Linked DNA regions of Mus musculus: all the other regions are linked to region 5. Evidence: chromatin contacts called from public HiCAR-type and promoter capture Hi-C data. All regions are on one chromosome and are shown on one strand. Each heading gives the region's core, a stretch centred on a gene start, on an enhancer-like site or on the middle of the called end of the contact. The rest is flanking DNA. Distances are from core to core; before and after follow the strand shown. Region 1 has its middle 50 kb from the start of Lrig1. Region 2 holds the start of Slc25a26 (solute carrier family 25 (mitochondrial carrier, phosphate carrier), member 26). Region 3 overlaps Lrig1 (leucine-rich repeats and immunoglobulin-like domains 1). Region 4 has its middle 22 kb from the start of 4930511E03Rik. Region 5 holds the start of Uba3 (ubiquitin-like modifier activating enzyme 3). Region 6 holds the start of Lrig1 (leucine-rich repeats and immunoglobulin-like domains 1). Region 7 overlaps Slc25a26 (solute carrier family 25 (mitochondrial carrier, phosphate carrier), member 26).

Region 1 (3,409 bases), core at 887-3,386, 2.5 Mb before region 5:
GTGAGTCACTGGCTTAGGATTTTCTGGCATTCGTTTTTGGAATATTCTCAGTGTACATTCTCTTAACTCTCTACTTCCTTCCTTTCTTCTTCCCTCTTTTCCTCCTCCCCTCCTTCCCTCCCTTCCCAGCTTTTTCTCTTCCTTCCTTTGCTCTTCTTACTTGAAATACCTCTGACCTGACTTACTTGAAATATCCTCTGCCAGGGGATACTTTTGCACTGGTAAAATAAACTCATTTTTAGGAAATGTGTATGTGGTGTGTGTGTGGGTGGGGGGTGTATGTAGTGTATGGTGTGTGTGTGTGTGTGTGTGTAGTGTGTGTGTGTAGTATGTGTGTGTGTCTGTGTGTGTGTGTAGTGTGTGTGTGTCTCAGAGGCAGCATGCTTACTTTCTATGCATGAATCAGGGTGTTGATTCAAAGAAGCCATCACTGTATAGGCATATTTTCCAAAATTTTTATATATAGCGTTTTAGAAGGCTCTTCCCATCACCTCCACTCCACACTGAGTGTTTCTTTCTATATGATGAAGTATCTTTGAGCTTGTAGATATCCGAAAACATATCCAACCACAGCAAGATCACTGACTTTGCAGCTGTATCTAAGTTTTTTCTTCTATAAATAAATACCACGATAAACATTCCTGCTGTCGACTCTCTAAAAGTCATATTTATTTTAATTTTATGTGTATGGGTATTTTGCTTGCATGTATGTCTGTGTACCACACATATGCCTGGTACCTAAGAGGTCCAGAAGAAGGCATTGGGCCTCTGGAACTGGACTCACAGACCATTGTTACCTACCATATGGGTGCTGGGAACTGAACCTGGGTCCTATGGAAGAGCCATCAGTGCTCTTCACCACTGACCCACCTCTCCAGCCCAGTGTAGCTGAATCTTTCTGTATACTTTGATTTTTTAACTTTTCATGAAAATTAAAAGTCTTATTGGCTTTTATCATGTTGCTTATTCAATGTGCCCTGCTCTTCAGTGCTTTTCTGGATCAGCTGAGAGGTAATTAGGGAGGCTCAGGGCTGACCTCTTGGTAAGATCTCTTTCCAGCAGTTAGTTGGGATAGAGGAGATGCTAGCTTCACACCCAGACTTTCTCTGTGGATGGGGTGGAGCACCAGCTCTGTGGCTCAGTGCATTTCTTGAGGTCCCAGGTTTCCTGTTTCCAGTGCTGAAAGACAAACCAAGACACCAAAGAGGGATCAGAGGTGTTTTTTGCCTGCAGGGGGCTTAAGTTCTACTAGACAAAACAGAAGAACCGTCAAAGTCTACAAACAGGACCGAATGCAAAGCTGAAGAAAAGTTGATATCTATGCTGACAGGTGGCATCTGAAGGTGACAGGCAAGTACCCAAGGGCAGGGTGTGCATTCGATAAACATTGACAGTGTGCATTGCTATGTCCCCAGTGCTGCAGGTGCAGTGGAGGTTAGACAGTCTGCCTTGGGCAATCTCCACATCTAAAGAAGGTGGGCAATCTCATGGCAGCTCTGCCTATTCTAGACCATAGTTTACAATCAGTTTTGGGGTCCTGGGGATTAATCCCATAGTAGAATGCTTTCCTAATGCATGTGAAGTCAGTCCCTAGGATTGACCCCTGACACTGCAAATCTATTATTATTATTATTATTACTATTACTTGAGATGGGACCTCCTGTATTTTAGACTGGCCTTTAAAGCAGAGGAGGTTCTTGAATTTCTAATCCTCCTGCCTCCACCTTCCCAGTAGATTATGCAAGTCACAGAGCTCAAATCCACGGCCTCATGTATGGTTCACTAGCACTCCACCAATTGAATTATGTCTCTAAGCCATTGCATAAAATCAATTCTTTAATGTGTGCAAATTCTTGTTCTTCCTACTTTCTGCGCTTTTGGGATTCGAGCTGCTTGCAACCACTGTGCCACGCCTCCAGCCCCCCCCCCCCCCTTACTTAAAAAAGTATGGCTACAATTCATTGACTTACTTTTATGGCTGACTATTGGGTACTGAGGAGCCAACTGAACTTTCGAAGCTCTCGGGGTAGAATGGTTTAGAGTTGACAAAGCAAAAATTCAATTAGCCTAGAAAGGCTCTGTAGTGCTAGTCAGCAAAAGGTCCTGAAAAAGCCGGCTTTTCCATGCAAATGAAGGGGTAAATAGGCTCCATTGTGTTGGAAAAAAAGAGTAAAGGACATCTTTTTGTTCTTTTGAGGGGTGTACCAAGAGCTCCCTTGCCCTTTGTTATGTAGATCTGATCCCTGGGAAGAGGTGGTCCTCCAGCGAAAATTGTTTCTATCTGCCCCCCCCCCCCCCCCAGCTTCTGGGTTTTAGAAATTTGCATCTTCTCTCAGGGCTTCACTAAGAGCAAGGCAGCGCTCAAATAAATAAAACCACCTTAAGGATATCGGTTCTAACGATCCGATTTAATAAACACAGATGAGTTGGTTTAGGCTTACGGTGCAGCTATCTGAACTCCCCTGGATCCTTTGTGTTGCTGAAAATTGAAGTTTGAGTGTCGACGGGGGGGGGGGGGGCGGGGGGGGATAGTTGTGACAGCAAAGCTCGAGCAATACTCAATGAAATTCATGTGGAGTCTAGGCTGGTAAGGATAACCTAGGGGTCTATCCTCTACTGTTCTATCCGCAAGCTGTGGTGGGGGACTAGTCTTCAACAGCGCCCCTTGTGGTAGTGAAGAGCAGTGGCAGTAGTGACTTCGTGCGGTAATCATGGAAATGGAATGGACTCTTAAAAAGTTCTAAGTAAGACACCAGTTTTTGTCCAGTTGAGTATATGTGAAAAGGTCTCAAAAGAATAAATAGAACATCCCCCAAAAGAATTCTACATTAGCATTACAGTGTGAGCAGATATGAACTCCAAGCAGAGCAGGCACCATCTGGGCAGGTAGTACCACCGAGAATTTCCTAGAATTTAGTTTGGGTGCAATCCACTAAGCTGCAGTTCTTAAGCATCCCTCCAGGGTCTCCAGGGGAGGTCATCTGACCAGAAGGATGGACACCACCCAAGATCTTATAAAAAAAAAAAAAAAAAAAAAAAAAAAGGAGATTTCAGGGTCTGGAGAGATGGGTCAGTGGCCAAGACCACTTGAGTACAGGCCTGGCTTCAGATGCAGTGCCAGCTGCAGGACCCATGGCTTTAAGTCTAAGCTACTAGAAATATGAACTGCGTTATATACTATGATTTTTTAAAAAAAATATTCTCTATTCTTCCATGCTCTCCTATTTCCTTTAAAAATATTTTTAGGCAGGCAGATCAGGAATTCAAAGTCATCTTTGGCTACATTACAAGTTCAAAGACAGCTTGGGCCACATGAGACTGTGTCTTAAAAATATTTTTAGTTATGGCTCACCAAATAGGCTTCACATCTGTCTTAGTCAGGTTTCTATTCCTGCACAAACATCATGAC
Region 2 (3,612 bases), core at 974-3,473, 2.7 Mb before region 5:
ACTGACACTGTAAGTTACGAGAATCCCCGACTTGGAACTGCCAAGCTTAAGTTCTCTCAGATTTTTACCTAACAGAAGGAGTATGAGGTAAAAGCTGTTGGTATTTTAAGCTACTTACTTGTTAAGCTGAAACCAACCAACCAACTCACCAACCAATCAGATTTCTGGACATGGAGATGGTGTAGAACAGTATTTAGTGAGCTGTGGGAGTGCCTTGATGCAAAGCAAAAGTGAAAGGTATAGGGACTCTGAGGGAAATTCTAGTGGGAGCTTACTGGTAGACCCCAATGGGCTGTGAGGAGGCCTCCAATGAAGCCATGCTATAAAAGAGTGTGGTAGGGTGAATTCTCAGATGGCCTCAGAATCCCTGCCCTTTCATGCTCACAGTCTGTATACTCGCTCCCTGCCTTTGAGTGTGAGCACGGCCTGTGTGAGCCCTGCTGTTATGGTCACGTTGCTCTATATTACAGAAACGGTTTCTGCAGTTGTCAATCAGGTCTCCAATAAATTGACTGAGTGAGTCAGGATTATCCTCTGTGGCTCACACAAGATTACTGGAGGTTAAAAAGTCCACTAGTCACTTAGTTCTACAACATACCTGCTACCTGAGATGTAGTAGGCCCTTCATGCATGCGGAGGTTAGAAGGTATTGTCCAGTAAATGGGAAGACAAGTCTACTCCAAGAAACTTGCTAAATAGTTAATGACATGTTCATCCAAGAGCACACGTTGCCTTCACAGTGAGCAAGATGAATAATCAACTATCAAAGCAAGTCATTTTTTTATGCCACTTTATTTTTTACTGACACAGTGATTGTACAAATTTATTAGGGTAGTGGGTGATAATTCAATACACCCACACGATGTGAAATGGCTAAGTCAGCCATTAGCATGTATAATTCCTTAAATATCATTTCTTTGTGGGTCATCTTTGAAATTTTCTATTTTCTTTTAGTTCTCTATAAAAATATATAACAGTGACTAGGTAGGTGGAACTATATATGTAGCCTTTGTGGCTACATCTATACTGCCCTTGCATGTTCAAGACCCTAGAAAGAAAACCCAAATTATTATCCAAGTGTAATGGCTCACATCTGTAATTCCAACATTTGGGAGGCAGAGGCAGGACAATTGTTATGAGTTTGAGGTCACCAGAACTACATAACTACATTGCCAGTTCTAGCCTATCATAGGCTACAGTGAAACTCAAATACCAACTGAAATACACACACACACACACACACACACACACACGTAAGTAAATTGTAAACTAGCAATCCTACTGTCCTGCAGAGCAATGGTACTTATTCTTCCTGTCTTCCTCCATCTACACGAGGGCCCTGCTAGGTAAACACATATTCTACCATTGAGTTACACTCACTATTAAGCTGTATTTTTTTAAGTATTAAATTCTATTTATTTCACTATCAACATATTAATATGTAATAAAATATAATATGCAAAATATATGATATACAATAAATATTAGGTATGTCCACAGACATTGGGAGACAGCTTGTGGGAACTGGTTGTCTCTTTCACCCTATGGGTCCCAGGGAGTGAACTCAGGTTGCAGGGTTGGTGGCAAGAGCTTTTACCTGCAGAACCATCTCACTCGCCCTATCTAATAGGAATTTGTTAGTTGTCACCTCCAGAATTGGAGGCAAGCGCCTTTACCTACTAAGCTATCTCACTGGCCCTAACTAATTGTATTTTGATAGCAGCTACCTCCATCCTTCTTCCCTTCGTAGTCTCTAGTGATCACTCTCCTACTTTAAGTACATTAATTTAAAGAGAAATAAACGTCAGTACAAATGGAGAATACTTTTTTTTTTTTTTTGGTAATAAAAACGTATTTTTGTTTAACATTTTTTTTCTTTCTTTCTGGAATTGGATCAACAGAAATCCAGCCAGCCTGCACAGATAAAGCGAAGGAATAACGGACTTGGATTGTGAGTAGGAAACCACAGGGCTGGCCTTCAGGTACAGGCAGTGCCGCCTGGTCCCAGTCCTGCCAGCTCTGGTCTCTCCTCCGGGGTCTTTCGTAGATCCCATCCGGGGCCACAGGCTTGTGCGAGGCTCTTGCCTAGCGCCTCCGGAGCCGGCTGCTGAAGGACAGGAAGCCGGAGAAGCTCCAAACCCCAGGGTCCTCCAGGAAAGGCTCAGCGACCAGCACCGAGCGACGCACGTGCTTTTGTTGTGGTGTGACGTCACGAGTTCTGCCCCGGAAGTAGTTGCTCCATATCCCGCCCCAACATGGCGGCGCCCAGCTCTTTAAGTCAGCACCTGCTTTTGCCCAGCTTGTGATTTTTAACCTTGGCGGCGTTGGGAGACCATGGACGCGCCGGGCTTCACGGCCTCGCTGGTGGTGAGTACCGGGTAGGGGTGGGCTGCTGGGTGCAGGCTGCGTGGGAGCTGTGGCGGCTTCTCTGCACTGCCGCTTTCTTCCGGGTTTAAGCAGTGGTCGGTCTGTCCTCAGGTCACTGGCTGCTAGATCTAGGACCAAGCCTAGAGACGTCTGGGAAGTCTGTTCTCAAGGCTTGGTGGCTTCTGATGGGCTTTTAGAGATGAGGTATGCTTGACACATTGTCTTATTTACTGAAGGCTTCAGTAAATTAAGACTTCCCTTGTACACCATATTCACCTGAACTTGGGAATTAAACATGCAAATACACACTATTCAGGAAAACACTTACGACCCATCCATCCAAGATACTAGCTTGTCTTTTTGAAGTTTCTACACATTTAGTTCCTAGTAATCTGCTCATTTTTCTCCACGTTTAGGCTTTGAAGAAATACTGAGCATAAGTAGTGGTGTTGTGGAGTCGATGGTTTATTGGCTAATTCTGTCGATTTATGAGAACCAGTGCTTTTTGAGGGGCCTATAACAGCAGGTCTAGCAGGAGATAATAGATTTAGCAGATGTAAGAGAGACTGGTTAACTTTGATTTTATTCTGGAAGAGTGAACAGAAGCAGACAAGAAATACCTTCATTTTTAAAATGCTCCTGCTAAGGGCAAATAGAAGCCCAGGGGCATTTGTTTACAGAACTAGCTACTGCTCTGATGGAAGGGTTGGAGATAGAGTGTTGAACAAGAGAAACCTGCCCATAAGAGTTAGATGTAGGAGACAGTACAGAAGTGACTGCTCGGGTAAGTGACAGGTGGACTAGGTTCAGGACATTATGGGAAGAGGTGATAACAGGTTATGGGCCAGGCATCCTAAATATATGAGATTCATTTGTGTTTGGGGAGATGGCTCAGTAGTTATAGCATCTGTAGTTCAGTTCCCAGAACCCTGGGAAATGTTGGGTGGGTCTGGTGGCCCATGTGTAATTCCGGTGCTCAGAAGGTGGAGACAAGGGATCCCTGGAGCAAGCTGGTGAGCTAGACTAACCTTTAGTGATCTCTAGATCCTTTGCTTCAGTGAAGAAAGAGGAGAGACAATGAGAAAGACTTCTGACTCAAGGTTGGGCTGCACACACACACACACACACACACACACACACACACACACACATATGTGCACGAGCACAAGCACATAGCACATCGCACCCAGGCTCATTTCATTGTATTTAATTTTCATTTACTGTTATTTACTTCTCCAAAGCTCT
Region 3 (3,606 bases), core at 478-2,977, 2.6 Mb before region 5:
ACAAGAACAAAATGCCAGGACAGTCACAGCTACCAGAAGGCCTGGTGGAGTAAGAGAGCTATACTCCACAGCTTCCAATGAAGGAACTAATATAACAGAAAGTCAAGAATGAGCATGCGCACACGCGCGCGCGCACACACACACACACACACACACACAGTCTCTGAACTCCAACAGGTTTACAAGAGATCATTCAGAAGGAATTCCTGCAAGTAAGATCAATTCCAGGCAGACAGACTATGTAATTCCAGGCCTCCTGATTTCAGGTAAAGGAAAGCAATAGTCTCAGAGCACAGCAACAAAGCAAGAGCCACCTCACCGCAACCTGAAGCTACAGGAGATGGTAGGAAGCAAGGAGATCCTATTCACCTTCACCCCAGAGCCACGTGGTCCAGAAGTGACTCCCCGGCAGCTCTCCCAGGGAAAGTACCTTTTTATCCCCCAAGGCTCTGTCCCAAGCAGCTGTGCAGAGGCTGCTGGCACTGGAGACAGGGCCCAGGGTGCCAGTGCTGCAGCCTCCCCACACTCAGCACCCAGTTAAGAAGCTGGGAAGAGAAACCACAAATTGGCACCTTTGCCTCAGCTGTTTGGGTTTGAAATACATCCAGGAAGTGAGGAGAGTACTCCGGAATCTGCCCTAGAGTCATGTCTTCAAGGGCAGGTCCCCATTGTGGGCAACTCTGCTGGCATTACCACAAAGGGGGCTGGGGCTCTGCAGAGGCTTGGCAGCAGGATCACGTCCCTGGATGTGCTCTTAGGAGTAGACAGCCATAAACGCCCCACCACCACCACCAGAAGCAGCAGCAGCTATGTGAGTGAGAGGATGGGGAGGACTAGCCTGAAGTGCAGAGGCAGGAAGCCTTTCCAAGGATTTGCAATCTTTAATGAGAATGATACCAAATGAGCTCACCTGAGGCTGACAGAATGCTTGCAAAGCAAACACTACCTGGACAGACCGCATCTTGCCCCACACCCCGAGGGGTCTCACACCTAATACAACTTGATATGTCAGCTCAGGATTTGGCATATCAAGTTGTATTAACCCTCCTAAGCTCCCAGACCACAGATTCCAGAACAAAGTGAGCAGCCAGCTTGAGAAGCAGAGAAAAGGAACCTCGGGGAAGATACCTGCCTTCCTGTGCTTTTCGCAATCTCACTGGGCTACAGAATTGGATCTCAGAACGTACACAGGACGACACACCAAACCTGCTATCAATGTCTTATATGTGAAAAGGTGGAAGAATAACATCTGGCCATTTTTTAATTTAAAAGAAAAAAAAGTTTATTTCATATGCCTGTCAATATACCAAGCGATGTAGCCTATCTTGACAAACTGTCAACCTCTGCACAAGTGGGTTGATTCTACATTCCATATATACTGCCCAACAATGACAGGCCTTATGAAAGAAAGGCCTGCCTGGTATAAACACGAACACATTTCTCTCACTTGCACTAGGACAGCTGAAAATGGCTCCCAGGTGTGAGCAGACACAATAGGTCCAGCCTTCTTTGCAAGGTCACGCTGCAGGTCAAAGTCAAGCCAGCCATTTTCGGATTAGGTGCACAGGCACAGGAGGCTTCCCCAAGTGCTAACTGGATTAGAGAAGCCACCTGCAGGAAGTGGGGAGGGGGAGGAGGGGAGAAGGAAATGGCCCAGTTGGAATGAGTCTGCTGGTGTGGGCAGGAGCCAGCCCCTTTCACACGGGAGGTTGTGCAACCAGAGCAGCTCTGCTTCCAAGCTGCAAGTCCCGGAGCCCTGGGGGGTGTTCAGAGCCCGCTGCTGCAAGGAGTGGCTCCTCCCCTCCAAGTCTTCCTGGTTTCTCAAGCATCAAGCAGCCTGTATTCCCTCTGGATCCTGTACTATATTGAGAGAGGGAGAGAAAGGGGAGGAACAAAGGGAGAGATGGGAGAGGGGAGGGAGAGAACCACCCAAAGGCCTAACTAATATCAGCACAACTTCAGCTGCTCAGTTCCCAAAAAGGCAGGGACCTCCATGACCAAGTTGGTATTCGGCAAGCGCCCCCCTGCCTGGGCTCCCCAGCTCTGCAGCTGGTGTTCCCTTCACTTTCTCAGCAAATAACTTGCAGATGTACCTCTCATCTCCCTGGCTTACCACCACCCCCACTCTCAAAGACAGGGGAGGGGGGAGAGAAGGAAAATGACCAGTCATGACTGTGTGTAATTTGGCAGGCTCTCTAGGAGGCAGGCCACATGGGCTCCTTTCCCAGAGAAAGGCTCACTTCAACTGGGGGCAAAAGGACGTCTGCACTGCAGAGTCCCCGGGAAGCTGCCGGGACACAGGACTGATCACTGTGTAAAAGTAGATAGTTTTCTATTTCCAGGCTCACTGGTGGTACCCAGCATCCAATGAGACTGCAGTTCTGAGTCCACAGGTCCTTCTCGGGCCTTTCAACAGAAGCTTGCTGGCTTGCCTAACAGCCCACTCGCTGACAAAGAAAAAAAGACAGAAAGGCAAATTGGCCCCCAAATAAAGCTAGCCATGTCCTAGTCGTCCTGCAAGTACCCCTGAGTGCCTCAGGGTCTCACTCTGCTAGCTGAACAGTGCTAAATCACACCCACTTCCAGGAGGGGTAAGAACGCAAGTCTAATATTAGAGTTGTGGGTCAGAGTCCACAGGGTAGCCGCTGAGATTTCCAAATTCTTGAGTCATAGAACAAAGATTACAATAGGGACACACAGACAGTTATAGAGATAGGGAAAGTATATTAAGGAAGAGAAAGGCACTCCTAAGATGGGAGTGGGCTAGACAGCTGGGACAGGACTGAGACTTTTGTCAAAGCTTCTTGCCCTAAGCCTGGAGACCCTATGCAGGTCATGCCCATCACACCCACCTTCTCTTGAAGAATTTGTGGGCTTTTGCTTCAACTTTTGTTTCATATAGCCAGGTGGGGAGGGGTTCCCAGTGGCTTTGCCAACTGGCTTTGGCTCTTTTGTTAACCTCTGATGCCTCTTTCTCTATGCCATACTCTGCTACCACAGACAGGGTAAGCAACCTTGGGTCAAATGACTCGTTATCTGAGAGTCTTTCCTGTCATGCACACATCAGCAACATGAAGGGACTCAGACAGTACCCGGCCCTTGTATGATGATTATCTGTTTTCTCTGTCTTTCTCTGCAGGTAGATGTTGTTCCTTAGGAAAAGAAGACACTGACCAGTTGTTACTGAGCTCCTAGGGCCCTCCCAGGAGCCTCCCAACAGATACAGCAGCCTTAATCTATAAGTGCCAAGTCCATGAGAGCCAGCCTGTGCCCTACTGCTTTGCTTTTATTGTTAAACCTGAGCACTGTAAGAGGAAAGAGCAAACTAAAGCAAGCTTTATTTTAGAGGTGCACCCAGGATTGGCCAGCCAGCTGTCTCACCCTAAATTGGAATTTTAGAGAACAGCCCTGGATGTGAGGAAGACAAGTGTTTTATAGCTCACGGGTACAGGGTTTCCAAATGGGGAGTTGGCAGGCAAAACAAACAAACAAACAAACAAAAAAACCAGCAGGGTTACAGGAGCAGAACATAAGAATAACAGATTAGCTATCATGATTCCTGAAACAAAGACAGGGTTGCAAGGCAGGCATAACAACAGGTGGTCG
Region 4 (3,791 bases), core at 1,202-3,701, 2.3 Mb before region 5:
AGTTACAGAGCCTCCCAGCATCACAGGAAAATCAGCTCTTGGCAGATAAGGAAGGAAACTGATAATCTGCAGAATGCAACTGCTCTTTCCTGGCCAGCCACTTCACAGGCTTTACTTAATCCTCAACCATCTAGCTCATGTGACAAATACCATTGCTTGCCCCTTGTTGATGACAGAATGGAAATGAAATGATTCATCTAGGGCAGAATAAGATAGCACATAGTGATGCTGGGAACTAAACCCAAGTGTAGCCTGTGGATTCCCAAGAGGTTCATTGGTTCTGTGCCACTCCCTACTTTGAAAGGTGGACTGATTTCTCCTGCTGGACTAAGAGCATGGAGGAGTTCTCTGAAAAACGGCAAATCCCTATGTCTGCATAGCAGGGCATTTCCCCCTCGCATGCAGGTCAGGAAGATATAATAATAGAAATTAAGGATCTTGGGTTTCTATGCCACAGGGAAGTCTCAGAGGAAGAGATGGGGAAGAGAGGAGGGTGGAAACATGAGTATGGAGAGTCACAAACTTTCCAGGAAGATGAATGAAGTCTCTTTGGATTTTTCTTTTTCTTTTTCTTTTTTTTCTCTCTCTCTTTTTCTTTCTTTCTTTCTTTCTTTCTTTCTTTCTTTCTTTCTTTCTTTCTTTCTTTCTTTCTTTCATGGTTTTTCGAGACAGGGTTTCTCTGTATAGCCCTGGCTGTCCTGGAACTCACTTTGCGAAATCTGCCTGCCTCTTTGGATTTTTCAACCCATCTCAAGCTCTAACAGGAGAGGATTAAATCACCTCTTTCAGCTGATCCCATGACATCATTCTACAAATCTTGCTCACTCCAGATGGATAAAGGGGCAAAATGGTAGCCGACTTAAGCTTCTAAGTTCTGGACACTAAGTTACACAGAGTGTCATAATTAGTTTTTGTCAAATTGTCACAAACCTAGACATACCTGGGAAGAAGGCACCCCGGTTGAGGCATTGCCTCCATCAAGTTGGCCTATGGGTACATCTCTAGGAAGATTTTCTTAATTGCTAATTAATATATAGAAGGGCTGACTCACTGTGGGCAGTACCATTTCTGGGCAGGGTTCCTGGGTTATATCGGAAGGGCAGCTGAACAAGCCATGGAGAGCAGTCAAGTGAACAGCATTCCTCAATGGTCTCTGCTTCAGTTCCTGCACACAGCTTCCAGGCTCGGCTTCCTGCTTTGGTTCCCCTCAATGACGGGCCATAAAGCTTAAGTTGAAATGAATCCTTCCCTCCCTAAGTTGCTTTGGGTCATGGTACTTATTTTAGCAACAGAAAGCAAACTAGGACAGAGAGTCGGCTAAGAAAAACCAAATGTCTGCTTGACTACAGCAACCTGGCAGGTGGAGGGATTGGGATAAGAGTAAGGTCAGAAGAGATACCTTTGTGCCACCACAGTCCACTTGCAGGGATGGGCTACTCTGCCTTCAACACTTCCCCATACTATACACCCCATCCCCCATCCAGTGCTGAGGCTGAGCCCAGATAACCCTCTGTTCTCTAAATCTATGTTTCTGTAGTGTCCCTAAGTACATCGGCCACTTTCTCTGTTTCACCACACTGAGGTGCCAGGAGTCTTGTGAAACCTGCATTTTTGGACCTTTTTCTAGAAAGTTTATTATTCTTGGGGAATACTTCTAGAATCCAGAGCTTCTATTAATGATGGAACACTGGAATGTATATCCAAACAATTAAAGCAGTATTTCCCAAACCAAAGATGTTACATAAGGACATTAGGTAACTAATAATTGCTATTTATTTTACAGCTACCTCCTACTCTAACAAATGATACTGGCTTTCCATATGACAGAGACAAAACTTCAAGGGCAGCTTTCAGTTAGCACAGTGAATGTATTTTCTAAAATATTAGTCCATGAGAGCAGAATAATAGTATGAAAACATGGTTACAATAATAGATGAATCAGCACAGTTTAGGAAACAGTGAAGAGATAAGCAGGGTGAGATGCCATCTCTGTTTCTTTGAGAACTGCTCTCTCGTACCTTGAGCTCCTGTTTCTGCTGATCACACAAGAAGATTGGTTTGTTGTACAAATCATTATTCATGGCAGAAGTGGTAGAAATGCATATAGCACTGAATTTAGATGAAGATAAAAATCCAGAGGAAGATGAAATAGTATAAAAGAATACGATGTGTCCCCCCCCTGTGTGTGGGGGATGGGTGGGTGTGAGTGCATTAAGGATATTAGAAGTTTAACTTGGAAAGTGTGGGCTTATGTAAAAGAGTTTTGTTCCCCTTGAAAAAAGGCTTGAGTAATAAATAGTGTGACAGTCTTGGCTACTGGGATAGAAGACAATGTGGAGGAACACTAAGCCAGAAGTCAAGAGCAAACTCTGACGACACATGGGCACAGCCATGCTGCTGTCTGGAGTTGGTCTGTAGATCCCACAGCACAAACCCTCCTTTGTCCTGATTCTTGTGTAACCTTACCTTGCACACTGTAACTGCCAGCTGCAACTGGACATGACTCATGCCTTTCATGTTTATAGTAGAATAAATGTGGAAATGAAATTGGATACATATACACATCAGAATCTTTATTATTGTTACCTTCAGATGGGGCATAGGTGGGATGTTCAATTGCTAGTGTTCGAAAAAATGTTAAAGTTAACTTACATTACATGTTTGTACAGAAGTATTTTTAAAAGATAAGTTATAAAAATTAGGGCTAGGACTTGAAATTAGAGCAGCTGAGAACTGGGTGATAATGTCAGAACTCTCTGAGGTTGAATTCCAGCTGTGTACCAAATAGATGGGTTACTTGATTAATCTTTCCAATGCTCAGCTTTCTTGTCTCTAAATGAGGACAGTCATTCATGCCTCATGGAAGTGTTATAAGAACTGAGTGTGACACTCTACAATAGCCACTTAGTGTAATGGTAATGTGGGAGGGAACAATAAATGATGATCATTAAGTTATTATTGTATAAACAGTAGGTATCTTTAATTATAAAGGCAATAAGAAGTTGTATATTTCACCATTATTTTATGTTATACTATCAGTATTACTATTCTTAGAAATGAGAAAACACAATGAACTGGAAGCATAGCTTACACAGGCAAAAGTGGTCATTTTTAACAGAGCCAGGTTGGTTCGTCTTTTGTGCCATGGAGCCAGTTGCTTGGTTGAGCACCAGTCTAGGTATTGCTGTGAATGCATACTGCAAATGTGATAGACACATAAATCCAGGGAAGTTAGCAAAGATGATGACTAGTGGTGGGCCTGACTCAGGCAGCTTAAGATCTTAAAAAAATCTGACTTTCCCCAAGGAAGAAGAGATTTTTGCTTCTAGACTGTATCCAAACATTGTGCTACCCTGTCAACTGCTGCTGAGATTTCTGGGCACAGAGTCCCCACAGTGTATGAAGCAGTTCCTTTACATCGCTTTCTTTCTTTATACATATGTATATGATATATATGTATATAGGTATATGGTACGCCTGTATATGTATATGTATCATACATATATATGTATATGGCTATGTGTACATATATGTACTATATACACATAGAAATATTACATATTGTACATACTATACACATATATACATATATGTACTCATAGCCACATACATATAACCACATCCTATGTGTTCTATTGTTTCCACAGTTGTTCTCTGCCAAGATGTTTTCAGCCCTTAGAAGACATCTGGGATACTTTATGGTTCTCACAGTGGGTTATGAGGGTGATGTCGCATACCACATAACATCTGGGGCTTAAGGGTGCCCATCAACATTCCATAATCCACATGAT
Region 5 (3,838 bases), core at 37-2,536:
TCAAATATATTAGTGATTTCAATTGTTTACAAAAGGGACTAACATACATTGCATAGCTGATGTTCTGATGCAATGCTGGGTCTCACGCCATAACCAAGCACACTCTAGCTTTGAGAAGATTCCTTAACTGTCAGAAACTTCAGCTGTAGACTGCAACTACTTCTGATGGTCATGAGGTAAAGAGATCATCAGGTATTGAACTTAGGGGCTGCTCTTGGCAGACAGCAAGCGCTCAAACTTTGTTATTTCGTGCTGAGTTGGGAATTAAGCGGTGAGAAAGGGTGAGCCCTTGCATTTGAAATTCACCCATAGGGAGGGGCATGGAAAAGACCAAAGTACTACTGAGAGCTGACACAGAAATTATGAATCACCACACCCAATACACGAGTATTTTTTCCCCCTTCCCACGGAGGGCGGGGAGAGGAATCACGTAGGATTGGCCATATGAAAAGAATTTTAAAGTCTGCGGCATCAAAAAAAACTAAGTATTTAATACAGGTTGTGTGGTAAATGAGAGAGCAAGTGAGTTGCCGTGTCCTTTAAGACCCAATTACCTTGCAAAAATGACAAGTTTTAACACAATTCCTGATTCACGGAGTGTTCATAAAAAGTTTATGTGTACTATTGTCTCAGTGTTCATCAAGGACCCAAAACAGGCCTCGTGTCCATTTAGATTTAGATTGGATTCACTTGCCACAAGGTCACAGCTCTGACAATTTGGGTTGGAGGAAGAGGGGAGTACCGGGTGGCTTTTGCAGGAGCATAGCCAGGGAGCAGCCGGCCGGTGGCTCGAGCTGGGGACGGGGTCAGGGGTGAGGACGCGCGGCCTGCTCCAGGTGACCCCCTCCCAGCACCCTCGGGCCCGCTGCGGCTGGTCCCCTAGGCCTGGGATTAGGGGGAGGCGGGGGTCTCCGGAGAGGACCCCGGCCTCCCAGCAGCACTAACTTCTCAGCCAGCAGCTCCTCTATTCTCCTTCTTTTCTTCTCCCTAAAAGAAAGAGAGAATAAAAGAAGGGTCAGCATCAAGCTCCAAAGAGGGCGCCGCAAGGGTATGGGGGGCGAGGGGACGGGGAAGGGGTTGGGGGACCCCCGGCTGGCAGCGGTGACTGCCCACCGCCGCGCTCTCTCACAACCCAGCCCAACTCGGCGCTCCGGCAAAATCCCGATACTTACGGCTCCTCGCCATCCGCCATATTGTTCCCCGCCTCTTCCCAGAGGCCCTCGCGCCGAGCGGGTCCGCCCGGGAGGGGCGGGACTGCAGGTGAATGGAAGGAGGGAGAGCCGAGCCAGGGAGGAGGGGAGGAGCTTCAGGTAAGAAAGTGAGGGGGCGCGGCGGGGCGGGGCTTCAAACGGAGAGGCGGAGCTGGGGTTTGGGTTCCGAGGCTTTAGGAGGGAAAAACTGAGCAGGCGCGGAGGGGCGGGGTCCAGTGCTTTGAGACTGGGCTATTAGAAGGAGGAGCGAAGGCGGAGCCAGTACTAGAGGCGCGGCTTCAGGGGACGAGAGGGAGGGGCGGGAGCGTCTGGGAAAGCTAGTTGAACAGCGGGAAGCAGTGGCTAAATAGGCTGCTTAGGTCCCCTTAGGCTTTGCAAGCATTTCCCAGTGTATTTAAAATCTTTGATTAATTGTGCCTACTTAATATTATACCATCTATAATGTTGCTATGCCACATGAACTTAGATATGTTACTTATTTATACACTTATACGTTGACACATAATTGCATAAAATGTTCATATATTCTATTTAAAAACTAAAATAGCCACCCCAATATGCCAGTGCTTTTCTCCGGGAAAATTGGTGAAAGAAATTTCCGTTTTCCATATATCAGGAAGATTCAAAACCCTTGCTTTTATGGGCATGAAGTTTAAAGCATTAAATAGACATAGGGTGAAGAGTCTTATTTTCTTTGTGACACTTCAGTGTCACACCAGTCTGTCAGAAAACTAATCTGTTATACATATATACATCAAGATATATATTAGATAAATAAATGAATGATAGATAAGATAGATGATTAGGTATGAAAAGTATAGAGATTTATTTATAACCTGTCACTTGAAAGTGTTAATAAATGAATGAATTTTTGACTCTATTCTTCACAGTCATATATTGTATGTAAATGACTGATTCTGGTAGACAAGAAAGGAAAGAATAATTGTGTTAAACATATCACTTTTAGTAAAGTGAGATAAAAAAATTTAATATGTAAGTCTGAACTGAATTTAAACCCTTACTACTCAGCTATTAACTGTGAGCCCTTGGGTATTTCCAGATCCTCATTTGTAAAATGAGAATAACAACATTCACGATTTTAAGATTGAAAATTAAGTGAATTTTTAAGTGGCTCTCAAATATGGTTTTTGATTGGAATTACTTGAAGGTTACAAATGCCAGGTTTGAGTTTTATCACAAGAGGTGGTTTGTGGACACACTGTTTGAAAACCAGTGAAGTGCCCTGATATAGCTTCTAGGGTGCTCATTAAAGGGGGACGGGGGGGCTGCTACTACTCACTTGAGGCATGCAATCTACTTTGTCCTGCTCTCATTGAACCTTAAGGAAGGCTCATCTGTTACGATCCCCCAGCTACTTTCATCAATAGCACACATTGAGCTAAAAATTCAGTCATAACCAGACAGTGAGAAGAGGAAACTGAGCCTTAGAAATAGAACAAAAATAGCAGAAGAAGGAGAAGAAGAAGAAGAAGAAGAAGAAGAAGAAGAAGAAGAAGAAGAAGAAGAAGAAGAAGAAGAAGAAAGCCTGCAGGGAACCCAGGTTTAATTCCCAGCACCCACACAGTGGCCTTCAACTCGCTGGCACCCAGCACACAAGTGGTGCAAATGTACATGCAGACAACACACCCAAAAGAAGTTCACAAAGATGTCAGTCCTGCATCTGTGTGTCACCATGACTCACCACTTTGACAGCTGACAGCAGACATCGTGAGATCTGCCTAACTGATTAGAAAGAGCCACCTCCTTTTGTTAATAATGACAGTAGTAGTGGCAAGTGGCCGAAATCCTCAGTAGATTTATTTTCTTTACAGTGAAGCACATCATCAAGTATTAGACATCAAGTATTAGACAGACATCCTCCATAGTCTATGGCCAGGCCGAGGAGTTATCAGGATGGTGCTTGCTAAAGCTTAAGTTCCTGTGGAAAAGCCTCAAGAGACTGATTTAAAAAAAAAAAAGTTTATTTATGTGTGTGTGTGTGTGTGTGTGTGTGTGTGTGTGTTCCCACAGAAGCCAGAAAAAAAAAAGTGTCAGTCCTCTTGGAGCTGGAGTTACAGGTAGTTCTGAGCCATGTGATGTGGGTGCTGGGAATTGACCTCTGGTCCTCTGGAAGAGCAGCAAGCACTCTGAGCCACTGAGCCATCTGGTGTGAGAGACTGATGCAGTGAACATCTTTACTCCTACTCCCCCTCCCCCACCTAAAAATAGTGACATAGCTACTAGTAATAGCTCTTAAACGGAGCCTGGGGTAAAGTTGACTCAATCTGTGCTCATTCCCATTTAAAATAGTTGGAGGAAAAGGTAGAGGAATGTAGAGGGAAAAAAAAAAAAAAAAACAACAACAAATAAAACTGATCAAACAGAAACCTACCATAGTCCAACCAGAGACAGAGCACACTCACCATTTTCAGAGAGAGGGAAGGGGCTCAACCTATGAAGAGAAAACAAAACAAAACAATGACAAACACAGTCCTCTTTGGATTCTTCTCCCTTTTTATTTGTAGTAATGAGGGATGAACCTACAGCTCGGTGCATACTAGAAAAAAACCTACCCTGGAGCTATATCCATACCCATTTTCTTTTTGTTTTGAAACAGAGTCTCACTA
Region 6 (3,568 bases), core at 457-2,956, 2.5 Mb before region 5:
ACAATGCTATTCTACTCCACTTTGTTTACAGAAATCTAATGTTCCCAACGAACCCCAATCCCAGCAGCACAGAAGTGCACCTAAACTGACAGAGCTAGCCAGGCCCCCTGTCACCTTCTCCCATAGTAGCACTACTCCACAACTAACTTGTGCCATTTATGGAGGAGAAACTCGAGGGTAGGAGCAGACCCAGCCCCAGTGGATCAAGCCCAAGGGGACCCCAGGGAACAGACAGGAAGGGATCTGGAACACAGTTCCTGTACTTGCCAGCCATGCGGAAAAGAGCTAACAGCCACACTCAGACATCTCCAAGAACTGTCTCAAAGCTTCTCAACTCCTGGCTTCTTCAGGACAGGGTCCCTTTTGCCCTGGCCAATGCCAAGTCAAGCCACCACGATTGTCTGGTGATCAGGAGACTGCAACACATACTCACTAATACACAGTATAAATAGCATGAACCCTGGAGATGTGAGTCACTGTCATTCATTACCAACTGAAGGTAAGTTGAGGGAACTCAAGACACCTAAGGGCTGGGTTACATACAGCACAGGAGAAAAGATACAGCCATGGATCCCAATCCCAACACAGGCTCCTACACTCTGCCATTGCGTCCGTCTCACATGCACACAAATTCGCTCACCTCCACTCTACACACACACATATTTCGCGCTCCACAGCACTCTCACTCAGTTTCAAATCACAAACCGGTGGCTCACCTCCACGGCCCACACTCGCTGACTTCCAGACTTCACGAGGCACACTCGATCACCCTTACAGGATCACTCATGTCCTGCATCCTCTCCACAACACACGCTCGCCGCAAGGCAGGCTCCTCCAGAATCACGCTCACCTTCAAACCCCAGAAGCAGAGTCCTCTCTCCCGAGCTCCCACGCGTGACCTCCACTCGGCCACCCACAAGTCTCCCCAGCCCACAGAGCGCACTCCGCACCCTCTCCGGCTGAGCACACCAGCAGCCCCGTCTTAGTGACAGCGCCCGGACGAGAGGCAAAGGCGATACTCACAGGCTGCGCGTCCAGGAGGGCAGGTCCCGGGGCAGCGTCGCCAGCCCGCGCCCACTGCAGTCCAGCGAGTCCCCGGCGCAAGTGCAGGCGGCCGCGCAGGGGGCCCGCGGGCCAGCCTGGGCGCCCGCTGACTCCGGCCATTGCAGTAGCAGCAAGAGCAGCCAGAGCAGAAGGCGAGGCGCAAGGCGCGGGGCTCCGAGCACTCCCGGACCGGGCCGCGCCATCTTGTCTGGAACGCGCCGCGAAGCCGGGGAGCGAGGGCTGCGAGGTGCGGGCGGCCGCGGGCGCGGGCTGCGCTCGGAGCTAGGCTCCGCGCCGGGACATGGACGCCCGACTCCAGTCGGCTCCGGGGCCGCGGCGCTCAGCCGGCACGCTCTGCCCGGGCCGCTTCGCAGCACCCTGCGGGGACCGCCACCCCCGCGCCCATCCGGGCCGAGCCCCGCGCGCGGCGAACTCTGTGGAGTCCCGCAGTGAGTGCCCGGCCGCCGCTGCTCGTCCTTCCCGCCGCGCTGAGAGTCGCCTTCAGAGCTCGGGCGCACGCCGAGAGCCGCCGCCTCTGAGGACTGAAAACGCTTAGCCTCGGCCTCTGCGCGTGGCGCGGGCGGGCATCTCACTGAGGGCGCTGAGCTGATGATAGCCGTGGACCCCACGCGCCTGCCCGTCCCGGAGCGGCCGGAGCGCACCGTGCCTCAGCGCTGCGAACAATCAGCGGCCAGCCGCTCCGCGGTCCAGCCCCGCGGCCCCAGGCCCCGCCCCGGCTGCTCGCCCTCACACACCCCTCCGATGGGGCCCCGGGGCGCAGATCGGCCCACGTTGGCTGCAGGGCTACAGCATTACGCCCCGCCCTGCCCGTTGCTCATTGGCTCCTGGAGCGCCTTTTTGGCGTCCTAACCCATAAGAGCGCTCGCTCCCTGAGGTCCCGCCTCCGCTCGCTTTTCCCACCCAAGGTGTGAAAGGCGGGGACGGGGCGGGGAAAAGGAGAGGCGTGCTGCCTCCTCTTAAAGGAGACTTGTAGGGTTTTGGCTACCAAGTACCAGAATCTGGAAAAGTGGCCTAAGCTTCGGTCCATTGAGCCTAGGAGAAGAGAGAAAGTTTGTAATCCACGGGTTTGGGAGCTATCTGGACCCAAGGTTTATTCTGCTCTCCTAAACTAAAAACATCATGGTGGATTTACAGCAAACGAGCACCCTTTTTCAGGTGCCTTGCAAAAGAAAAAAAAAAAAGATTTAAAACTTGCTTTCATGAGTTTCTCAGCTATTTCCTCAGAGGTGGGGCCCCCTTTCCCATCTGTGCTCCACACTCGTTCTTCTTGATATCTTTAATCCAGAAATGTGTCCTTGACTACCGAAATGACTGTGTGCTGCAGAAATTGAATCTTGAGGGCACGCCCACTTCCCCGCCCCTAGTTAGTTGAAGGATAGTTCGGGAAGTGCTCTGGACTTGGATAAAGGGGGTTGCTGTGGTGGTGTGTTTTGTTATTGAAAATCAGTGCCTTTAAAATACAATTTCCAAGAAATTATCCGTGACGTGCTCTTTATAGACAGTGAGAGAGGTGGGGGGAGGGAGAGAGGAGAGAGAGAGAGAGAGAGAGAGAGAGAGAGAGAGAGAGAGAGAGAGAGAGAGAGAACCTGTTAGTTTGGCAAACACGGATCAGAATAGATTGATAGCCGCCATGTGAAACAGTGCTTGGACATAGGCGAGCACACGCGCGCGAACACACACACACTTAATGGAGTGGGGCGGGGGGGCGGGGGGAAGAGATTAGCACTGTAATACATATCTGCCGCCTCTGGGCGGTTTGACTTGCTGATGTCCGAACTGCACACAGGGTCAGGGAAACTAAGGCGCTGGAGTCTTCTGGAAAACATTTGTTCCAGCACGGTTAAATCTAACTTAGGCTTTATAGAAAGGGAGTAGGAACGCTGTTCATCGGGAAGAAAAACACCGAACAGTTAAAGGGATTTCATTACATGTTTGACATATTCAAGAAATACGATTTGATGCTAAACGTGGCTGTCCCTCAAGTTTTGCTTTTTTTTTAAACCAAAATTGGACCTGTATTTAGTAGTCAGGTGATTGTTGCCTAGCTGTCTGTGCTTTCTGTCTCTTTCTTTCCTTGCCTTCTTTCTTCCTTCTTTTTTGATTGTTTGAGTCTCATCATGTAGCCCAGACTCCCTCAACCTTATTATGCTCCTGTTTCAGTCTTCTGGAACAACTGGCATTACAGGTGTGTGCAGCATGCCCGGCTTTGTTTGCCATTCTTTTCATCCTTACACCAGCCTTCCCTTTCTCCTGATTGCCTACACTATAGAGCAATGCTGTTGGGTTTCTCTCCCATTTTCTGTATATCTCAGAAGTGATGGTGAAGCAGTGTCCACACGTGCATAAATTAAGCCAAATGTAATACCTCAGAAATCTTAACAGGAAAGCTCCAACTAGTATCTGTGTGCACATGCACGCATGAGCAGGAACATATGTGCTACACATGCAGTCCACATTAGCATACACCTTCCAACTGGATAAGGAGAAACAGGTCTCCTTGTTT
Region 7 (3,758 bases), core at 178-2,677, 2.6 Mb before region 5:
AGGCAGTGGCATTGAAGCTCAGTGGTCTGGCGTACCTGGCATACAAGGTCTAGGTGTGTGGTACTGCACACTCCATGGACAACGGCATCAGCCTCTTATCAGATGTATGGCTTCCAAAACTGTCTTCACAGTTCTTTTCCTTTTCTAATAGTTTTCTTTGCTGTGTGGAAGCTTCTGAGTCCAGTGTGACCCCAGCTGTCCTCACTGTGTTCTGTCCTCACTGTAGGGATTTGTATGTCAGCACTGGTCACTTTTACCTCAGCAGTCAGGAACCATGAGAAGATCACCTTAAACATAGGAACAAAGTGGTAGAAAGCTTCTGTAGGGAAGGGCAAACATTTTTACATTTATTTAAAGAAGACAGGCTCTTCTTTAGCCCAGGATGGTCTCAGACCCTCTGAGGTGAGGTAGCTCCTGACCCCCTTCCTCCTCTCCCAAGCGCCACCATTGCAGGTGTGCACCGCACACCCAGCTTACTTTAGATGAATGCCAGCATATACTGCCAGTTAACCTTCCTAGGGCTTTTCAAATAGATCATAATCGTCTGCCTTTCACAGTGGACACACTTTGTGCAAGTGTGGTCTTTGCACAAAGAGCACGTCCACTGGCATTGACAAGGAAGACACATTCTCAGGCCCTGCCTAAAGTGGAATCACATAGGATCCTGCACCTGTGTATGAACCAGGCCTGCAGGTGGTTCTGCAGCTGCCAAGTTTCTCCACTTGGAGTCCTTTGCTGGTCCTTATAGCACCCTAGGAAATTCTAGACCTTGGCTCATTTGGCTGTTGTCCTGGTTGGAAGGCACTCTTCAGCCCCAGACCCTCTGGAGTCATGCTGGTTTGCTGGGTTGCATCCCAGCTGAGAGTCCTGTCAGCAGACATCCTGTCTCTCAAACACCTGGACCAAAATGAACCAGGCACACTGGCTTACAGGGTTTGTATTGTCACCGATAAACTATGAAGGTGGTTGTGGGAAGGGGTGGGGCATTTTGAGATGATCTGTATTTGCCATGAAGATATGGCAGAGAATCTTTTAGAAGGGAATTCTCTGCATTAATATTAACTCACCAGCTTAATGCACATTTTAGTTTTGTTAAAGTGTTATAATACATTTTCTCATTGAGATCCATGTTTTTCCATTTCTGGAATAAAAATAGGCAGTCGGCTACAATTCTGATCTCACTGCTACAAAGCAGTTTTCTCAGCACACCCCCTTCCACCACAGATGCACTTTTTAGTGATGGCATTCCAAAGCCTGGTGACAGAGGGTGTATTGGAGTGAGTGTCTTGCTTTAACAGACTGCTGTGGCTCTATTTGTTTCCCATAATTTTCTGCATGTTTATTTCAAATGAACCATAAAATGACTTAGTGCCAACATGTGGTTTTAATAACAAATAAGGGTTGGCAAATGAGTGTTGACTTAGAATTTAAAGTTTTATACATCTGCCACGACTAACCTCTGAGCCACTTTGTAGCTCAGCCCTCAGCCTGTGTTAAGTAATTTATCAGTAACAATTTGGATTTTTTTCTTTCTGCATGTCAGTTTTCTGGGAGTGCCTGTTCATAATTGGAAAACACTTATCAATAAACCATTTTGGTGAAACTTCATAATAAATTCATTCCTTGTCAAGTTTTATGAAATAGGCATGGATTTCCCTCAGGGATCCTTTTTGTTCTCTTTTTGAATTATTATTGTTTATACTGCATCAAAACATCAATTTCAAAATAACCAAACATGATATGATAAAAATAACTGCAAAGTTCCTACTGAAATCATATTTGCATCAGAGCACGTTGTCATCCTCTCTGAAGACAAGGCACACATGGTTGTCTCTTCCTTCTTCCCTCTCTGGTGGCCCAGGGTTCATAGCTGTTCTGTGTCAGTGTGCCTGTCCTCTGATGTGTAAGATAGACATGAGAGATGGAGAGGTTGCAAGTGCTGATGTGTGGGGGTGATGAGAGGCCAGATCAGATTTGAATGTCCTGCTGTGACCAGGCCTCAACTCATTAACTTCATGTTTAAAAATCGAGATTGCATTAATGAAAATATTCTGGTGTAAGAAGAAATAATATAAAGAGCTAAAGTAATATTCTTTATTAGTTACCAATGTTCATTTATAACCCCAATTTTATTTACCTTATATTTCATGTCCATGAAAAACCTTTTTTTAAAAAAAAAAACTCATGTATTAGCAAGGGGGAAAAACAGATTAGCTAGGACCCCCCCACACACACCAAAAACAAAACAAAACAAAACCAAAACAGATTAAATTTGTGTGTACAAGATCATTAACAGTGTAACTGGAGTGGGGTTATATTGGGTTTGTAAAACCTGCTGTCTCAAGTATGGCTGCAGAAGAACAGGGGCCTCTTGTGGAAAAGCAGACATCCTGTAGAGTAAGGATAGGTGTGGCATATGTGTGGACCAGCAGATGAGTTTGGAAAGATTAGTGACATTCAAACGTTAGACTGCGGCACCTCTGAAGGGTTCTGAATGGTGTGGCAGTGACCTCCAGGAAGGGAAACTTCAGAGTTGCTTCCGGGCATTTATGACCATGGGCTTCTTTTTAGTCAACTCTTCTTTCAAACAGATAAAAGGGTTTTGAGAGCTCCAATGTCTTCCACTTAAAATAGCTTTCTTGTTACAGTAGTGTGATCTGCATTACTTCATGTCGTAGCTTTTTCTTCCTATTTTCTGAAAATAATTTGACTGTATTTATAGCATGGTTATTCCTCTTTGAAATATCTGTTCCTTTTAAGCTGGTTTTAGTGAGCTGTTATTTTCATGTCTAGGGCACATGCTCATCTCATGGCTTGTGAGTTTTCACAGTCTTCCAGCCTGGCTGCCTCATGTAAGATGGGGATGTTGCACAGGTACCGCTAAGCTCTCTACGCAGCAGGTCAGACGGCCTTTTAGGCTTTGCATGCCTGACCTCTCTGTTGTAGCTGCTTAGCCCTGCTGGGCAGCTGGAGAGCAGAGACAGTGGGTGCACAGATGACCGACTGGCTTCACATGCTTCACTCAGTGGCAGCCTGGGCTTGGGAATGTTTCGTCACCACCAGATAGCTGTCCTGTGCTCCTGTCCCACTATCCACGCTCCTCTTATCAGTACCTTAGGCTGAGGGTGTTTGAAAATGGATTGGTTTATTTAGACAACTTGAGCTGTAAGGAATTAGACTGGAGGTCTTTTGCTATCTGGCTCTTGTTACTGTTGCCCTCTAGTGGTTATTTCTCGGGTCCATTTCTCCGGCAGGTAAAGAAACACCTGGCGAGAAGTTTGCAGTCCCAGCACACAGCCAGGATATATTGAAGCAGAAAGAGCACACACAGTATTCAAAGACAGACTCCTGTAAGGGACGGTGGGGGTGCTCCAGTTCTGAGGGGTGGTCTGGCCTCTTATATGTCCTATAGAACGGGACAGAGCTAGGTCTGCTTTCTCCTTCTTGAATTGGACTGGGAAAGATTCCATTTTCTGATTGGGTAGGTTCAGCTGAGAAGCAGGATCTTACTGGATAAGGCAGGTTTAGAGAGATCTGCGATTTCTCCAGAGAAAAAGCTGCCAAAGAGCCTTTCTTTTGGACAAGAACTTGGGAGTCAGCCATCTTTGATCAAAGTGAAAGCAGTCAGAGGTCAGCTGGCCTGATCCAGGCCCTTTCCCTAGCTGTCTACCTATTTAGGACTTAAGTGCCTTGGGTCTCTGCTTTTCCAGTTCTGCCCCTTTAATACAGAGTCTCATGCTGTGGTGACCCCAACCATA

The links. Promoter capture Hi-C pulls out the DNA fragments that hold promoters and counts their contacts. HiCAR-type assays count read pairs that join an accessible place to other places.
Region 1: a contact with region 5 is called in a HiCAR-type map of embryonic stem cells, with 4 times the contacts expected there. The contact joins the enhancer-like site here to the promoter of Uba3 in region 5. A contact is called at or near these places in 4 of 39 promoter capture datasets (cranial neural crest, embryonic stem cells and stem cell-derived epiblast-like cells), 2 of 115 datasets of contacts at active chromatin or transcription factors (both in embryonic stem cells) and 1 of 9 other capture datasets (embryonic stem cells).
Region 2: a promoter capture Hi-C map of pre-B cells shows a contact between it and region 5, with 7 times the contacts expected there. The contact joins the promoter of Slc25a26 here to the promoter of Uba3 in region 5. A contact is called at or near these places in 7 of 39 promoter capture datasets (the 3T3-L1 cell line, 3T3-L1-derived adipocytes, cranial neural crest and 3 more), 1 of 115 datasets of contacts at active chromatin or transcription factors (astrocytes) and 1 of 9 other capture datasets (liver).
Region 3: a promoter capture Hi-C map of stem cell-derived epiblast-like cells shows a contact between it and region 5, with 7 times the contacts expected there. The contact joins the enhancer-like site here to the promoter of Uba3 in region 5. A contact is called at or near these places in 7 of 39 promoter capture datasets (the 3T3-L1 cell line, 3T3-L1-derived adipocytes, cranial neural crest and 3 more).
Region 4: a promoter capture Hi-C map of the 3T3-L1 cell line shows a contact between it and region 5, with 3 times the contacts expected there. The contact joins the enhancer-like site here to the promoter of Uba3 in region 5. A contact is called at or near these places in 6 of 39 promoter capture datasets (the 3T3-L1 cell line, frontonasal cranial neural crest, hematopoietic stem and progenitor cells and 2 more).
Region 6: a contact with region 5 is called in a promoter capture Hi-C map of liver, with 4 times the contacts expected there. The contact joins the promoter of Lrig1 here to the promoter of Uba3 in region 5. A contact is called at or near these places in 10 of 39 promoter capture datasets (the 3T3-L1 cell line, the C10 cell line, cranial neural crest and 6 more), 4 of 484 Hi-C or Micro-C datasets (CD4 T cells, CD8 T cells, Th1 cells and 1 more) and 3 of 115 datasets of contacts at active chromatin or transcription factors (astrocytes, embryonic stem cells and extraembryonic endoderm stem cells).
Region 7: a promoter capture Hi-C map of hippocampal neurons shows a contact between it and region 5, with 5 times the contacts expected there. The contact joins the enhancer-like site here to the promoter of Uba3 in region 5. A contact is called at or near these places in 4 of 39 promoter capture datasets (the 3T3-L1 cell line, frontonasal cranial neural crest, hippocampal neurons and 1 more) and 1 of 115 datasets of contacts at active chromatin or transcription factors (embryonic stem cells).

The regions. Positions count from the first base shown.
Region 1 is chr6:94,748,610-94,752,018 of GRCm38.p6, forward strand. No RefSeq gene overlaps it. Among named protein-coding and RNA genes, the nearest start is that of Lrig1, 50 kb to the left of the region's middle. Within about 2 kb of position 2,137, at least 24 of the 459 cell types and tissues checked have an H3K27ac peak or open chromatin away from gene starts, as enhancers often do. A contact at or near this core is called in embryonic stem cells, where this site is marked.
Region 2 is chr6:94,498,091-94,501,702 of GRCm38.p6, forward strand. It overlaps Slc25a26 (solute carrier family 25 (mitochondrial carrier, phosphate carrier), member 26), which reads left to right and starts at 2,224. Exons shown (of 10, transcript NM_026255.5): 1 at 2,224-2,367. The coding sequence starts at 2,335.
Region 3 is chr6:94,646,079-94,649,684 of GRCm38.p6, forward strand. The region is part of intron 3 of Lrig1 (leucine-rich repeats and immunoglobulin-like domains 1); the gene reads right to left. Among named protein-coding and RNA genes, the nearest start is that of Mir7041, 41 kb to the left of the region's middle. RefSeq lists an enhancer at 1,341-2,916. Within about 2 kb of position 1,728, at least 207 of the 459 cell types and tissues checked have an H3K27ac peak or open chromatin away from gene starts, as enhancers often do. A contact at or near this core is called in 3T3-L1-derived adipocytes, liver and stem cell-derived epiblast-like cells, where this site is marked.
Region 4 is chr6:94,919,485-94,923,275 of GRCm38.p6, forward strand. No RefSeq gene overlaps it. Among named protein-coding and RNA genes, the nearest start is that of 4930511E03Rik, 22 kb to the right of the region's middle. Within about 2 kb of position 2,452, at least 46 of the 459 cell types and tissues checked have an H3K27ac peak or open chromatin away from gene starts, as enhancers often do.
Region 5 is chr6:97,204,361-97,208,198 of GRCm38.p6, forward strand. Uba3 (ubiquitin-like modifier activating enzyme 3) reads right to left here and starts at 1,287. Exons shown (of 18, transcript NM_011666.3): 1 at 1,173-1,287; 2 at 946-987. The coding sequence starts at 1,192.
Region 6 is chr6:94,698,439-94,702,006 of GRCm38.p6, forward strand. It overlaps Lrig1 (leucine-rich repeats and immunoglobulin-like domains 1), which reads right to left and starts at 1,707. Exons shown (of 19, transcript NM_008377.2): 1 at 1,024-1,707. The coding sequence starts at 1,247.
Region 7 is chr6:94,560,179-94,563,936 of GRCm38.p6, forward strand. All of the region lies in intron 5 of Slc25a26 (solute carrier family 25 (mitochondrial carrier, phosphate carrier), member 26), which reads left to right. Among named protein-coding and RNA genes, the nearest start is that of Mir7041, 44 kb to the right of the region's middle. Within about 2 kb of position 1,428, at least 1 of the 459 cell types and tissues checked has an H3K27ac peak or open chromatin away from gene starts, as enhancers often do.